Linked DNA regions of Mus musculus: region 1 is linked to region 2. The links are chromatin contacts, called in public HiChIP or PLAC-seq maps. All regions are on one chromosome and are shown on one strand. Each heading gives the region's core, a stretch centred on a gene start, on an enhancer-like site or on the middle of the called end of the contact. The rest is flanking DNA. Distances are from core to core; before and after follow the strand shown.

Region 1 (2,700 bases), core at 71-2,570, 100 kb after region 2:
AGAATCCCATGGCTCCCACTGGCCAGTATATAAGCAGAGTCCAAAAGCAATGCTCTACTTCACCCATCTGGAGAGAAGCCACCATGATCAGCCCTGTGGCTGGAGAGTCTTCTCCGGGATCCTGACCGTCAAATCGGAGACTTCTGTCAAAGACAGAAAACGACCTTCTAAGATATGTCAAATGGGTGAGTAGCCTTAGGGAGACAGGCTTAGGACTGTGGTTAGGAATCAGTGCATGAATTTTGTATGATAACCTCAGCATAGTGAAATTATACCAACTATGCATACACACACATGCACATATACACACATGTACATACATAAACAAAAACGCATACACATGCACATACATACATAATACACACAATATGCCTTCTTGCTTGCAACATGTAGTAAGATATTGTCAGGTACACTTTATGTTTCTCTTGTCTTGGAATCCCCTTATCTCTGTGAATGATACATTAAAATTATTAATTTAAAGACATTTATACCTTTCTGGCTCTTCATTCAAAGTTTATTGTTTGAAAGCAGGGTTACAGAGATGCCAATAAATTATCATATTCTATTTTATATAGGGGCAATTTGCTTTAACCTTATCAAAGAATTAAATAAGTCACCTCAGACAACCAACCAGTGAAAAAAACTTTTTCATTTATTTTTTTTTTACAGCTTAAAATCTGGATAAATAATTAATTTTTTTTTTTTTTTTTTTTTTTTTGGTAAAAGTGGAAGCAATTTGGGTGACTTTAAGTTACAGCAAATTGGGAGACTCAGAGTCCTCTAAAACCTTAGCAGGAAAAGTGATTATAGGCGTTTACATGAAACTCATTCACTCTCCCAATTCCCAGAAAGACATCACATGAACTAAGGAGATGATGGCTTCCATCTTACTCTGAAATTACTGTTTGCCCTTCTGACTCCCAAGACAGTAGAAGAAAAAAGGAAAAAAAAAAACAAAAAAACAAAAAAACAAAAAACAAAACCAACAACAACAAAAAACTACGATAAAAACAGGAAAAAAGCCATTTTACATTTTTCCCTTGCCTTAAACAAGTCTAATATTAATAATAATCACACATGCTGCCGAAGAGAGCCGCTTTCCTCCTGGTTTCTTTTGAAATGACTTCCTTTACTTTTTCTTTTAACCTACAAATGGAGATCTGGAAAGGGGTGGGTTTGGTCATTTCGAAACTTTCCTCCCCAGGCGTCTCAGTAAATAACCCCAGGCCATAGTCTGGGTCTTCTCTGTTCAAGTCTTCTGGGGGCGGAGACTGAGGAGGCCAGGGGCAAAGGTGGGGCTGGGGTGCTTGGCAGAGGGAGTAGAGGACAGGAAGAGGAGGAGGGAGCCATGGGGTGAACTCCCAGCAAGTGTACATAATGTCACACACAGAGAGACACACGGACACACATGCACACATATCATGCACAGTAGATTCAAGCTCAAGAATGAGAGAAGAGGAGGCGGAGGGAGGGAGAGGGAGAGCCGGAGAGGGAGAGAGCCGCGCGCGCGAGCGTTTCCTGGTTTGATGTCAGCTCTCCAACACTGGCTCCGAATTAGCCACAGTAATATTGGGCCCCTGCCCACTCAGCAGGCAGACGGCTTATCCAGCCAGCAACAGGCTTTTAATAAAACAAGATGTTGTCCCTTTACTAAGGCCAATGGACTCCTTTTCTCTGGCCCCGTGAAATATCCTTCCACCCCCCACCCCCACCCCCAGCAGCAGTTTCGGCAGCCCCCCACCCCACCTCACCACACCCCCCACCCCCACCCCAACTGGCATTCCCAGGGGCTCTGATCTCTGGCTCTGCTGTGTCTCCAAGGTTCACACCCAGTGTGCTGGCTCCTCCTGCAGCTTCTATTTGTGTTCTGCCTTCATACCCTGTCTGCCCTATCCAGCCCACCTCTCCCCCTTTCCTGCACTCCGGGTAGCTAGCAATAGACACAGACTGGGAGGCAGGCAGTCATCTGACCTCCTAAGAGACCAGCTTTCAGCTTTAAAGACACCAGTAGGAAAGGCTGGACAACCTGGATTTCATCCTCAGATCTGCCCTGCTCAACTGTGGCTTCGAACACACTGCTGTATGTGTGGCGGCTAGGTTCTCAGCTTGGAACGTAAGTAGCAGGTTGCTTATAGACCAGTAAAATATTGAGCTCCAAAGGCACTGAGAATCCCTCATTGCACACTCTTCTTAAGCACAGATGTCGTAGCCAGGTCAGTCACTACCAAATGGTCAGAGATGATATGGGAGTGAAGGCCTGCAGCGCTGGCTTGTGAGGCCCCTCCAAGTTGGGAGGAATCTGCTCTCCACGCCCACCCTTGTGTTTGCTACAAAGTTTTTGAGAGGAAATGGACCGAATGAGTGCTGTGGACCCGCTTGTGCCTTCTCTCACTCAAGATGCTCCCTGGCTTTGGAAGAGAAGAGAGGAGAAATGAGCAGAGGAACATCTGGGCATGTGGATGGAGTCAGAGCTGGGAATTGTGTCTTCTGGAGCTTAGCCCAGATCCACCCCGAGAGCAGCAGGGTCCTGGCAGGAAGCAGGGTGTACCAGCCAACATGGGAGAAGAGCTGCCGAATTCTAGCCAGGGTGACCAGAGAGCTGTTCAAATGGCAACCTCAGAGCGAGGAATGCAGAAAGCCCCCAATAAATGCAGAAAACCACAAGGATAGAACCCAGCACAAAAGCATCAGCTAAAGAAT
Region 2 (2,700 bases), core at 13-2,512:
TTGCTCCATAGGGAAAGACCCAGGAAACAAGGAAAAGTTAAAGAAATGGGTGAGTCTGCCAACTAATGAATCATCATTCATTCCCCTGAAGCCACTCAGCTTGAAAAGAATTTACTGGAAACCAACTTGTTGAAGGATCAGTTTCCCTGGTGAGGACTCCCTGGAATTTACCCAAAAGTTGTTTGGGTTAATTACTTTAACAATGATCATCATGTTTGCCCGCTGGTTCCCACAAGCCTTCAGATTCCCCCTGCGTGGTTTTCTACCTTACAATCAGTTTCATTTCACTGTCTTAGGCATATTCTCACTAGTCACCCAGCTATTGATCTTTCAGCCCATGTCAATCTTTTGAGTGTTTCTTTATTTAGAGAGTGATGGACTTCCTGAGCTCATGAAATTATGTGTGTGTGTGTGTGCCCATGTGCGTGCGCTTGCACGTGTGCACTAGTGGCTGGGTTTTCCTCAACTGCATTTTCTGTCAATTGTAATTTGAAAGACAGGGCTCTAAATTGGACAACTGCTCCCACTTTGGGATTTTTGTCATTGGGGAAATTGTCATAAATATGTGAAAATTAACACTGCAGGAAAAAAAAAACGTTGAGTTGGCTGCCTGCCAAACCTCTCAGGGAAACACAGAGCGGATACAGACGGGTGTTAGATGGCCCTCGCTGGACAAAGCTATCTTTTCTGCAAAGCAGAGGTTAAAGTTGGAAAAGCCTCGTGAATTGTCAGAACCTTTATATATGACAATGGAAGAGAAGTCCGCTCTAGAAATGGGAACCACATGCCAAATAACTGATTTTTTAAAAAAGTTACAGGGTAGAGAATCCCCAAATGAAATATTTCTACTAGATAAATACTAAGGCCTCGTCAGAGAAAAGAAAGACTCCTGAACAGAAATTTGCTAGGATCGTGTTATTGTGCATCTTGAAAACAGGCAGGGCAGAGAAGTTGGGATTTGCTAGCCTGCAGGATTTGGCTTCAGAAAAGTAATTTTTAGTGTCCCGGGTTGCTTTTGTTTTTAAAACACAGTCACTTCCAAACATGGCTTTAGGAAACTTTTCTGAGAATCACACCTTTTCTGAGAGGGACTGACTGCACACTGGGGAGGCTTAGGAAACAGAAGTGACCTAGAATCTAGATTTTGCAGGAAATCAGAGGAGGCCAGTTATGCAGATTATGTGGAGGCCTGTACAGCGCTGGAGGCTGCAGAGAGCACCTTTCGCTGGGAAGGGTGAGGTCATCTGAGGACAGAGGAAAAACGAAGAGGAAGTGCCCTCTGGAGCTGGGAAGGTGCTGGGGCTAAGGAGGAGTGCACTGGGGAGGGTGGGGGCGGGGGCTTGGAAAGGGATTCTCTCCAGCGCCATTTCTATAGCCTGAGCTGCACTAGCGTAAACAGGGGCCGTGGGCATACGGCGGTAAGACTGGGATTCCACGGCCAGGAAGCAAGCACTAACCACGGGAAGTGTTGGGAGGCAGAATGTCTAGAAGCAGGCGAAGGAGGGAGAGTGCCCTTGGCAACGGGGAGATAATGAGCGCTCCTCACAGTCCAGGAACTGGTCTGCTTAGAGATAAGCAAGGAGGCCAGGAAGAGAATCCCAAGGGCCCCAAGGCATGTGAGGTAGCACAATGCTGGGTTTCAGGTGTGGCTTTGGGGTTTGAACAGGGAGAAAAGCCTGCTCGGCACCATTCTGTCCCTGAGGCCATAACTGTCCCATCACATTCTTCTCACAAAGGAAGGTGAGGCTCGAAACCACTCTCCATCACCTAGTATCCCCATCCCTTGTCCTGTCCCTCCTCATCCCTGCCTGGCTGGCAATTAACACAGTACACCCCAGGAACCTACTCCGTTTCTGGGCAGATATGGTTATTCATCCAGGAAGGAGAACGAATTAACCTGTTTCCGTTTCCCCAGCGCCCGTCTATCTCCCTCCCATTCCTAGGAGGCCGCCCTCCTCCTTCCCACACCCGCTTCTACCCAGAGGCAGCAGGAAGCCTCTCTGCAGGGATACTAGCTGGGGATCTCCCGGCTGGAAGCACCTGCTTTGCTGCAGCCTGGGGCACTGTGACCCCTGGGGATGCAGCTCAGAAAGCCCCTATTAAAATGCTAATGCAGCACCTGGAAGGGTGAAGCCTCAAGGCAGCCTCCTATCTCGGTGCCTGAGCTTCCTCCTGTATGACTAGCCGGGGATAGAACACCCTGTGGGTATGGCGGATGTCTTGACATCAGGTACCAACCCAGCATTCTGCTAAACTCTATGTTTGAGTTCCATAGCAGTCAGGCTTAAGCTTGGGCGCCTCTCAGGACAGCAGGTCTTAAAGAGTCTGGCGTCTCCCTATCCCAGGCCCTCCCTAAACACAGTATTATTCGGGGCCCAGTGTCTCACTTTTCTCAAGACACCTCAGCACCCCCACAGCTGTCCATGTAAGATGTGGTCACCTTCAGTCTGTCACTTCAGAGAAGTGGGGATCTCCATGTTAGGCTTCAAACCCAGGACCCCTAACGCTAGCCCTGTTAATATACAGGCAATTCCACTTGGCCTACTCTCGGAGACCTAGCAACTGCTTATGTCAGCACCTGACCCTGCTGCAGATATAATAAGGTTCCTCCAGCCACCACATCTCTCTCTCCCCCTACCCCACCCGGAAAGAGGGTTGGAGAGATAGCTCAGCGGTTAGGAGCACATACTACTTCTCAAG

The links. HiChIP or PLAC-seq counts read pairs in DNA pulled down with a chosen protein or histone mark.
Region 1: a contact with region 2 is called in an H3K27ac HiChIP or PLAC-seq map of embryonic stem cells, with 23 read pairs. The contact joins two enhancer-like sites. A contact is called at or near these places in 6 of 484 Hi-C or Micro-C datasets (the C2C12 cell line, bone marrow-derived macrophages, cortical neurons and 2 more), 3 of 115 datasets of contacts at active chromatin or transcription factors (all in embryonic stem cells) and 1 of 9 other capture datasets (embryonic stem cells).

What each region holds. Positions count from the first base shown.
Region 1 is chr2:128,310,966-128,313,665 of GRCm38.p6, forward strand. All of the region lies in intron 2 of Morrbid (myeloid RNA regulator of BCL2L11 induced cell death), which reads right to left. Among named protein-coding and RNA genes, the nearest start is that of Gm14010, 110 kb to the right of the region's middle. Within about 2 kb of position 1,321, at least 123 of the 459 cell types and tissues checked have an H3K27ac peak or open chromatin away from gene starts, as enhancers often do. A contact at or near this core is called in cortical neurons and embryonic stem cells, where this site is marked.
Region 2 is chr2:128,209,974-128,212,673 of GRCm38.p6, forward strand. No RefSeq gene overlaps it. Among named protein-coding and RNA genes, the nearest start is that of Gm14009, 42 kb to the left of the region's middle. Within about 2 kb of position 1,263, at least 74 of the 459 cell types and tissues checked have an H3K27ac peak or open chromatin away from gene starts, as enhancers often do. A contact at or near this core is called in cortical neurons and embryonic stem cells, where this site is marked.